Linked DNA regions of Zea mays: region 2 is linked to region 1. The links are chromatin contacts, called in public Hi-C maps. All regions are on one chromosome and are shown on one strand. Each heading gives the region's core, a stretch centred on a gene start, on an enhancer-like site or on the middle of the called end of the contact. The rest is flanking DNA. Distances are from core to core; before and after follow the strand shown.

What was found. A called contact is a pair of places that touch in the nucleus more often than the background predicts.
Region 2: a contact with region 1 is called in a Hi-C map of leaf, with 5 times the contacts expected there. The contact joins the promoter of LOC103640823 here to the promoter of LOC100192785 in region 1. A contact is called at or near these places in 5 of 25 Hi-C or Micro-C datasets (bundle sheath, ear, endosperm and 2 more).

Annotation. Positions count from the first base shown.
Region 1 is chr10:8,960,919-8,966,377 of Zm-B73-REFERENCE-NAM-5.0, forward strand. LOC100192785 (5-formyltetrahydrofolate cyclo-ligase1) reads left to right here and starts at 2,906. Exons shown (of 7, transcript NM_001358553.1): 1 at 2,906-3,347; 2 at 4,071-4,161; 3 at 5,110-5,336. The coding sequence starts at 3,003.
Region 2 is chr10:9,203,843-9,209,301 of Zm-B73-REFERENCE-NAM-5.0, forward strand. It overlaps LOC103640823 (long chain acyl-CoA synthetase 9, chloroplastic), which reads left to right and starts at 3,324. Exons shown (of 12, transcript XM_008664290.3): 1 at 3,324-3,515; 2 at 4,373-4,902. The coding sequence starts at 4,453. LOC100304399 reads left to right here. Exons shown (of 18, transcript NM_001165835.1): 15 at 1,907-1,963; 16 at 2,050-2,098; 17 at 2,281-2,347; 18 at 2,434-2,737. The coding sequence ends at 2,524.

The sequences.
Region 1 (5,459 bases), core at 1,656-4,155:
AGCCACAACTCCAGCCTCGTCTCCCCTGAGTACTTGGTAATGGTAGTCGGGGCTCGGAACCGGGCCGAGAACAGCGCCCGTCGTATGGCCGGCTGAAAAGACCCGCGGACCTGGTGGTTCGGGCGAGGGGCTCCGATCCTCCTCACTGTCGTAGCATCCCCCGCGCCTGGGGTGGTAGCCTCGGCGCACCTTCTCCTCGAGGCGGGCTCGACGGTCGCGGCGGTGTTGCTCGTCGCCGAGGCGATCCCGGGCGATAGGTGTGGCATCGTCAATGATACGACACTAGACGTCCCGGGCCCGATGACGCGCTCCTCCGGCGAGTGCTCGGCCCGCCCATTCCTGCTCGATGTTTTGTCGGAGCTGCACAAGTCGCCCCGTTTCTTCGTCGAGCTTGGCCTACATCTCGCGGAGTTGCTCGAGATGTGTGCCCTGACCCCCCGCAGGGACTCGAACCACAACTAGCTCCCGCAGGATCTCAACGCGAGACGCAGGCACAGGGGCGTCGTCATTTCCTGGCATGCCGAGGTGGTTGTCTTCGTCGTGTTCTCCCTGATCGATGTGGAAACACTCGCGATTTGGGTCGTAACCCTCGTCGTCAAAGCTGTGGCCATCGTCGGAGTAGCCAGAGAGGCAGTGGTCACATGCGGACATGAAGTCTCGCACGACACTGGGATCATGGAGTCCGGAGAAATCCCAACTGAAGTCGGGGTCGTCCTCTTCCTCGGAACCCGCGGGCCCGGAGGTTGAGACGACCGTCAACAGGTCCCAAGTTGACCACATATGGTACCCCGGAAGGTCAGGATATGCCCTTGCGAAAACGCTCGCCGAAGTAGGGTCGCTCGGTGGATCGAAGCTGAATCTAAAAGGAACAGGATGGGAAACGGATGGTACCTCTTGGTTGATGGACGGTGGTGAAGTCGCATCGGGGATGGAATGCGCCGTTATCTCAAGTGCGAGACTAATGCCCGACAAGTCCCTCGCAAGGGTGCTGGCGTCATTAGTCCGCCTGGGGTTGGCACGTTGCTGGGAAGCGACACCCGTCATTGTCCCAGGTGCGAGGATAACACCCGACATGTCTCCGACAGGGGTGCCGGCGTCGTCGACTCGCTCTGGTCCGACAGCCGACGAGGTGCCGCCTCTTGCCTGGCCATGGTTGCTCCGTCTCCTCCTCCTCCGGCGAGGAGGGTGGCGGGGCAAACCCGGGTGTTCCTCTTCCGCCACGGGGAGATGTTGTCGACGAGATCGCCTCCGCCGGGCGAGCCGACGACCGTCGTTGTTGTCGTGTTGCGGGGGGAGGAGTACCATGTCGTAGCTGCCGTCGAGGGACATGAACTCGAGACTCCCAAAGCGGAGCACCGTCCCGGGCCGAAGAGGTTGCTGAAGATTATCCATCTGGAACTCAACGGGAAAGTATTGTCAACACGCAGCCGAACCCCTACCTGGCGCGCCAACTGTCGGCGTTTTGGACCCGCGTGGACCCTCAACCGACTAGTGAATTTGATGTTGCGTGTCCCTGCCCAGATGGGTTGATGCAAGATGAAACACGAGAGGGGGGATGAGGCTTATATTATCTTGCACCGGGGTGCTCGTAGTAGGGGTTACAAGCTTCGTGGGAGAGGGTTTGACCTTGGAGCGAGCCGTCTGAGTTGGCCTCCTTTTGCGTCCACCCCTCCTCCCCTCGAAGGCCCTGGGCATCCCCTTTTATAAATACAAGGAGATGACCCAGCTGTACATATGAGGTGTAGCTATGTGCTAACGTGGCAGGTGGAGAAGTGCTTGAGCCCTGTAGAAGCGTAGCTGACGGTGCGGTCCTGGGTCCTGCTGACGTTTCTTTGCCTTCGTAGAGAGTTGAGAACAATCGACGTCATGGACGCAGGCAGAGAACCATCATTACCTGTTGCCGGAGTAATCTAGATGGGACACCAGTCTTGTTCCTTCGTAGCCTGATGCAACTAGATAGGGGTAGGGTAATGATGTATCCCCTGTGGCGTAGTCGGGCCGAGGTCGGGCGAGGCGGTGACTTCTCCTGAGGCCGAGGCTGAGGTCGGGCGAGGTTGTGACTCCTCCTGAGGCCGAGGCTGAGGCCTGGGGTCGGGCGAGGCGGAGACCTTCTCCCGAGGGCGAGGCTGAGGCCGAGGCCTGGGGTCGGGCGAGGCGGAGCTCCCTGTTGCACCCGAGACTGAACTCGGGGGAGGTTGTGACTTACTGTCGTTAGTTTTACCCTGGTGGTTGGCACAGTAGTCGGAACAGGGTGAATAGTGTTGTTTTCCTGTCAGAACGATCAGTAAAGGGGCGAAGTGACTGCGGTCAATTCGACCTTGCCAACTGAGACGCGTGTGTCAGAATAAGGTGTCAGGTGATCCCCGCATTGAATGCGCATGCGATACGGTCGATGGTAAGGCGATTTGGTCGAGGTTGTTGTACGACAAAGTTTGTCCGAGCTTGGCCTCGAACGAGCCGGGGGTGCGCCCACTGCCTGAGGAGGCTCTCGGGCGAGGCGTGAATCCGTCCGGGACTACTGTTCTTGCTCGAGGTCGGGCTCGGACGAGACGAGATCGCGTCCCTTGGTAGATGAGGCTTTAACTTTGAGCTGTGCTTACCAGTCTTTACGGCCTGTTTTGAAGATGTTTTCCAGCCGTGCTTAAGAGTATTGGGGGTACCCCTAATTACGGTACCCAACAATAATAGTACTTACAATTAATTATTTATTGTATATATTTAACAAATGATACTAGTTTCTATTATTCGAGACTGAATCAAAATTATGAGTCTATTAGAGTTCGGTTCCTAAAATTATTTTGAAAATTTTGATTCTTATTTTTTTCAGATCCTAAAATTTCACAAACTCTGAATTATCCAAATAGACCGAACCCTACGTGCGGGAACGTTTCGTTCCGGTGAAACCCGCTCTCCCGTTTTCTATAATTGCGAAAATATCCCGAATCCGTGGCTTCCCTTCCCTGGCGCGCGAGTGACGAGCGTGCGCAGAAGCTAGCCAAGCGATGCCGCTCCTCTTCCCCGCCACGCCGCCGCTACCGCTGTGCCGCGCCGCGCGCGTCTCACGCCGCGCCACGGCCTCCGTGGCGTCCGCGGCCAGGAGCTCGTCGTCGTCCTCGGCCTCGTTCGACGCGGCCGCCTTCGAGGCCGAGCGGCTGCGCCTGGACGCCGCGGCGCGGGCCGGGATGGAGTCCACCGCCGCGGCAGCGGAGGCCGGCCCGCGGGCCTGGAAGTGGGCGATACGGAAGCGGGTGTGGGACGCGCTCGAGGCTGAGGGCATCGCGCGGGACCCGCGCCCCGTCCACCACCGCATCCCCAACTTCGACGGCGCCCCCGCCGCCGCAGACGCGGTACGCCGTACGCGCGCTCGCCCTCGTTCTCTCGCCCGCCCGTTCTGCGCCCTCCTACCTAAGCCGACAGCAAGTTTCTCCGGAAGGAATCGGAGCTGAATGGCGGCCCACCTTTCGTCTGATGTGAAATTATGCCGACAGCAAATATGCAAGTTAGGCTGTTAGTGTTAGCCTTATAAGCGAAATTATGTCAAATCAAATTGTGTTTCAGTTAGAGTGTTATGTGGAACCCTGCATTGCATTTGACCAATCCGATCAGGCACCTGAGTGTTTGGTCTGCATGCTTCATAAGGTGGTGCACTGGTGCTGGTGCATGGTGAGTTCACCCCATGAATTTTGGTGAAATTAACTCATTCCTCATGCATATACTAATTATTAACTTGTGAGGAATGATATTGTGATGGATCAAACAATTCCACGAATTCTATTCCACAAACCAAGCAAAAAAATAATGAGTAAGAAGATGGACCGTCTCATTCTTCAAACCAAACACACCCAAATGTTTTGGTTTCTCTAATCCAAATTGAGGGCTCAAAACATTGCTCTCTTATCATCTGTAGGAGCAAGAAATTATGATTGTGCGATTAAGTTATCGCTTCTGCTGCACTTATTGATCATTCATTACATAATTTGTAACATCAACTCTTGTTTCTATTCCTGTTGTTTTGTAAATTGTTTCGCGTGCTCATCATTAACACCTGCAACGTTTCGAACTGTCACCAGTTGGGGAGGCTTGACATATTTCAGAAGTCCCATTGTGTAAAGGTCAATCCTGACACACCTCAGAAGCAAGTTCGGTTCTTAACATTGTCAGGTCTGTACCTATAATTGCTACAATTTATAATGGCCTAATCGTGTCTACGTATTATTTGTGGCAGCAGCATATTAGCATGTGCATAGACTTTGTCAGCACATATAAAAAAAATTAAAACTCTGGTGCATCTAGTTCCTAGATTGGCTAAAACAAGTAGCTGTCAGTATCATCAACCTTTCTTGAAGATAGCTTGTTTATTTCTTCTCAAATGCGCAGGAGAGTGCGAGCCATTTATTGAACAGGAAAGAGTATCCAAGTGTACAACACCACTCACACAAGACAGTAGGTCCTAGAAAAGGTTTCAAATGTCCCTATAGCCCTGACTCCCTGAGTGCGCACTGTAAGGCTCCCTCCTCTGCTGTTCACACCAGCAAGCTTGTGCTCAGAGAAAAATTACCAAAGAGTTAAGTCTTCCTCTATGCTGTTTGTCCACCATCTTGATTGCATGGCACCACCATCATGGAAGCTAACTCTGTCAGTTTGAAAATCTAGTGCTTTTAAGACCAATTTTTGCAGAATAAGTAACCACACCTGCACCTCCCTTGAAGTTGCGCCAGGTTACTGTAGTTGCTTTTCTGGTGTAAGGTCGTATGATCAAGCGTGCTCTGAATTAGTCAGTGGAGCATGATATACTAGGTCGATTCATGCTTATTGCTGCATAGTTAATTTCTCGTTGTAATGCACCAGTATGTAATTGTATCATTCTGTTTCCTGATTAACTTCATAAGTTAATAGCACTTGATCTCTCAATGAATTTCATGCTGCAAACCAAAGCATATACTGGTTGGTTAGTGTTTCAGGTTTTCTGTACATTTTTTCTAGCTTTCGATCAGATGTACCCATTCTATTAAGGACAAACACTGCAATCATGCTAAACTTCTTGCCTGAGAATTTGAAAATGATTTGTTTGCTTCTCCTTTTGATTCGGTGCTACTTTTTGTCATCTAGGTGATAAAAAGCTGTTGACTCCGCAACCTCGGCTAAGGACAGGATTTTTCTCAGTTATGGACTCTCAGATGATACCTGTTGGGTGCATTCCTGAAGCATGCACTTCTGTTGGTGCAGCTAAATATGGGAGGCCAATTGGTTTAGATGAAAGCCTTAAGGTGGATTTGATTGTGATTGGGTCAGTGGCAGTTGATCCAAGTTCAGGAGCACGGTTAGGGAAGGGAGAGGTAACCGTTTGCTTTATGTATATATAGTTGAAAATTGAAATCAAGTTGATATTGTTGTTTCTTTCTACATCTGAATAGAATTAGTTAGTAGAGTGCACCAAAGAAGTTTCCACAGTTTCACCT
Region 2 (5,459 bases), core at 2,074-4,573, 240 kb after region 1:
CTGTAACCTTGGCGTTGTCGAGGCTATCATTCGGTGACAACCTACAAAAGAAATTGGTGTGTTTGGTATAGTGTTTCAGTAATGGAACCTTTGTAATTCTGAATTCACATATTCATATGATCGTAAATTCTTTCCAGATTATCTTCAGCAGATCTACCAATCTATTTGAAATCACAACATTGCAATCCAAATACCACTCCACAAATCTCCAAAACCACTGCACCAAGCCACCCCCACAATGCTGGCTAGATCACAGCACCACCTGGAGAAGGCCAGCCACGCCTAAGAAATCCAATACAGTAACGGCCAAAACCACCCAAATCCCAAACCAAGAACCCACTGGTAACCAAATCTGGCAGCAATTCAGCTCGATCCGAGCACGCCATACGCCGACGACTCAAACACGATTCCGTGCAGCCCACGGGCACCAGCGATTGTGCGAAACTGAGCAGCGGGATGTAGGCGCAAGCAATACGAGCGGGAGGGGTGGGAGGGGGGAGGAGGCATGAACCTTGCGAACATAGCCGTACTCGCTCTTCATCTCGTAGCCCTCAAAGCTGGCGACACGGTGGTTGTACGCCACGGCCACCGGCAGCGAGAGGCGTCGGCCTAGGTTGGACTGCGCGCCGTCTTATAGTGATCTAGTCTGGGAGGGGTAGCGGACAGGAGCGATGGGGAGGAGGGATACACATGCAAGGTGCATCGGCGCGGAAGACGGTGTCAGCGGTCGTCGCCATCGAGGGAAGAAGCAAGCGTCCTACTTTGGGCAGCGCGAGGAAGGAGAGGGGGGAGGCGTGCTAGCAGCGACAGAGCGGGGAGGAAGAGGGCAGCCACAGGCCAGAGCGAGCGTAGCCCCCCATGGCATCTGGCCTTCCCTCCTTACGGCGCCCATGGGACAAGAAACCACTCACAGAAAATGGAAACATGGGTCCACATGTCGATGAGCGGGAGGCAGAAGCCCCGCCAAACGAGGAGACGGCTCCAAAAGTCGTGTAGGTTTTGTATGATCACATAGTTTGTGATGGAGGTATCCTGATCTGAGGTAAGATTTAGCTACCATAAGACATCTTTTCTGGAGAGAGAAATTGAGAAAAGATATGCAGTCAGAGTGAACAAGGTGCTTGGATGCATCTTGCTTTCCTGACCCCATCCATCAAATCCAAGAAATTACCTCCCACACCTGAGAAATATGTTTCTGCACATATGTTTGGTTTCCTCCTCTTCTCTCCATCTGTCCCCTCACTTTCGCCTCAATCTGAATTCTCGATTCAGATGTTCTCTGGCGCCAACTGGTTAGATCTGCTATCTGACCCACTGGCCTTATCAAATCTTGAAAGTCTCGTGAATTGGATGTCAATTTTCAGAATTTCTTGTTTTGCACCTGCTCTGCTCAAGCCTCCCCTGACTCTTCTGAATGCTATATCAGTGTATCACATCATCACTCTTGATCTGTAGTGATCACTGTATATATGTTGACGTTAAATGGGCATATTACTGGGGCAACATGTGAGTAGGGTGACAGCAAGTGCAAGTAGACAGGGCCAGACATGCCCAGGCAGGGTGTAGGACACTGATGGACAAACTCACAAGCACCGGGTATGACAATGGTGAGTGTGCACTAGTCCAGATCACTGTGGTGGAAGGAACGAGCATGTAGGCCTGCTGGTCAGAGGTTTGTATCCATATATAGGGCAAGGTGTGATGGTGATAGGTGGGTGTGGGTGTGAATTGCGATCCTACTTCAACGGTGGCAGGCTGCCCTGATTGTGCGCACATATGCATGCAATGACAATGTTCTTGAGTGCGGACTTTGGTGCACTCTTTGGATTATTGTTGTCTAAAGTATCCTTTCCTTAGATGATGAGAAGCTCTAAATTCTAAATTAGTAAAACTGCTTCGTTTACAGGCTGTCCTAGGTGGAACTGTCACGGTACCAACCCTCACTGGAAATGTTACAGTCAAGGTATGCATTCTTCACTCTTCTGAATTTTCAAATTCTTGTTGCATGATTTCTTAAAGGTTACCTTGCTTGTCGTATTATTTGTCCAGGTTCGTCAAGGTACCCAACCTGGAGAGAAGGTCGTCCTCCGGGGCAAAGGTCGGTTACTAGAGTTACAACAAAACCCTTTTTTAATGGATTCTTTGATTAGTTCAGCATTCACTCTGGCCTTTTGCCCCTTGATAACTGGTGAAAGAGAAGATATTGGACAGTAAATATTAGTTTTTCTATTCTTTTGTTGAATTGATAGTATTGTAATTAACATTTTATATACTTTTCAGGAATAAAAGCGAGGAACTCGCCAGTGTTTGGGAATCAGTATGTACACTTCAATATCAGGGTTCCGACGTATGCCTCTTCACCTGCAGCAGATCTTCATTTCTATTTTATTATTCAAAGAATTGAGGTAATCACGATGATTTTCCTGTTTCCAGGGATGTGACGCAAAGGCAGAGGGAGCTGATAGATGAGTTCGATAAAGAGGAGTGCGCAGACCGGGAAAGACCTGCGGTTGCCTCCGGATGAAGTTTTTGGTTCAACCATTAATTAGTTTTAGCACCACACTAGTTTGATGCCCTCAATTTCTCCAACCCGCCATAAGGTGCTGTAGGCACCAAAAGCTTATTGTAACATTTGAATCTTATATAGCATCTACCCAGTGTGTAACGTATACATTACGCGCTAAATTATTGTACCATTTTCGATTTTTAAACAGAAAAGATAGCGGGGGTTGTCTTCACTCTTCAGTAACATTCTTTTGGGGGTGTGGTTGTGTGCCAAGAATGAAGAGAGGGGATATTGGCAGGAGAAAGTGTTTTTGAATTTAATACGAATGTCATGGTACCAATTTTGTGTCATCAAAATTATGTATCACTAGAGTAGCTGTTATTAAAGGCAATCCTAACAACGAAATAACCATTATAATTTCAACGGAGAGATTACCCTCTGACATTCAGTCGGTCGAGTATATGTGTATATGTGGTGTACTGTTTTATAAATGTATAGGCAAAAATGATCTAACCAGTATAATCAAACTATCAAAAGTTATAAATTTTCTGGAAGAAATTATATATTTTTAAAAAATAGATATACCTTATTATTTACTCTATTAATATATTAAAGTTAAATTTAAATTTATTATAGGTAAATATATATAAACATTTCTAATATTTTTTAATTCTACATATTTATATATTTTTTCATTTTTTATAGAATAGATTAGAACTTGAAATTGGCAAAGCGGGCTGCAAAATGCGGCCCATTATGTACGCTTTCAGGCCGGGCTCTATAGCCCGCTTATCCGCTAAGGAAGGGATTGGATTCGATGGGGCCTGATGGAGCGGAAAGCCAGCCGCAGCCGCCAGCAGGCGAGAGCGACATAAGTGGCGACTGGCGAGAGAACCAAACCGGAATGTGTGACGACTGACGACTGAGGTCTGACGAGGCGTAAACCTCGCTGACTCGCCCTGCCGCCGCCCCGCCCCGCCCGCGCGTTCTCCGCCGTCGTCCCCGGAAGGTTCGGTGCCACCGCTCCTTCTCCCTCTCTCATTGTTGTCGTCGCGGTGTGGAAGTGCGCTGTCCAGGTGGACGGGGGTTGGCCGGTTGGGGGTAGTGACGGCGGCCTGGGCGCGATCTGAATCACTCTCGGGGGAACTCGTGGGGTCTCATTACTCGTTGCTAATGCTTTGTATAATTGTTCCATGTTTACTGCGCCGTGCCTGTGCCTGTGCCTGTGCTCTGTAATTCTCTCAGAAATTACTACTGAATTAGCATGCTATGTCATGAGCTGAGACAGTTGTATATATTTAATATAAAACCAGGAGTGGAGGAGATGGAGGAGGGAGAACAAGTACGTATGCACTATAGTCGGTGATGTAGCACTTCGCAAGTACTGTCGAAAGAAGCTTGTTCCACTTGACTCCAACCGTTTTTTTAGTTTTAAAAATAGTACCATTCCAACTATTCTTTCCTTATCTTTCCTTTCCTTTTTCAAAAACTTGTCCAGTAACTTTTATCACTGCCCACTAACTTTTGGGTAACCCGTAACAAAGCAGGAGGGATGCTTGTGTTAAGTTCAATTCTATAATGACAATGAGAGTATGAGTATTAAATGCATACAGGGGAAAGCTGTATTAGAAGGTATAAATGAATAGCTATACAGACTGCACTACTTGACTTTACTGTATTGGATATAATGGTGTAAAGTCAATCGGTCCATTTTCTGTCCCTAAGTGGAGTGGGTGCGCTTACTCTGTTCACCAGGTCAGATAACATGACTAATCGTGCACTTCACCTCTTCTTTACAAAGTCACTTTGATATCGCAACCTAGACCTGAAACCTTGAAAACTTCTCACTGTAATACTTATCTGCAGGTTTTTGCCTCAGGGCATGTGGATCTGTTAGTTCACCTGCTGCAAGCAAGTATAGCTATAGGGTTGACCAGTGCAGAAGTATGAATCCTTACTTTGTTGGGATTCTTGTCCCCGTCGCGGTCTCCCTGCTGCTCCGCAAGAGGAGAAAGGCCCAAAGGATGAGGGGAGTGCCAGTTGAGGTTGGTGGGGAGCCTGGATATGCAGTCCGTAACTATCGTTTTGAACAACCTGTTGAGACACACTGGGAGGGGGTGTCCACACTTGCTGATCTGTTTGAGCAATCTTGCAAAGAGTATGTATACATGCCACTCCTTGGCACAAGGAAGCTCATTTCAAGGGAAACTGAAGCAGCACCTGGTGGGAGATCGTTTGAGAAGCTGCATCTGGGCGAGTATGAGTGGAAGTGTTATGCAGAGTGCTTCAAGAGCGTTTGCAACTTTTCATCTGGACTAATTAGAGTAGGTCACCAGAAGAATGAACGTGTTGCTATTTTTGCTGAGACACGGGCTGAGTGGCAGATTGGGTTGCAGGTATTCTTTTTTACCCTGTCATTTTACAGATAGATTTATAGACCGATTTGTGGGCTTTATTTCTCTTCACATGCGACTGCCACATGTTTCTTCAGTAAATTGAAGGAACCAGCCACTTCATATCTGGGATGCATCTAATGCAGAAATACATATTTGGAGTGTGAACTATGCCTGGACTATGCAAATTCTCAGTTCCCTGGACCGGATTACTTATAATTGTAGGTTACTAAGTGACATGCACCACTGAGACTTGTGTTAAAATATCTACAGGCTGAATTGTTAATTTGTTATTCAGCTTATAGATGATTTCCTACACCACTTAGGGTTAGTTTGGCAGCCGATAGTAATTAATCCAGGGATAAAACCCCCACGCTGTAGGATTCCATGGACAGCTAGAGCCCGGGAGAGATATCCCTGCACAGTGGAATTCCCTTTTGCTCTTTGGAACCGAATGGCCCAGGGAAGCTGCACATGGTGGAACAGAATACTACTCTGCTCCTTTGCTCGTTAGAACAGAACCACTATAATCCACCAACAGGATAGATGACGCCTTGTAG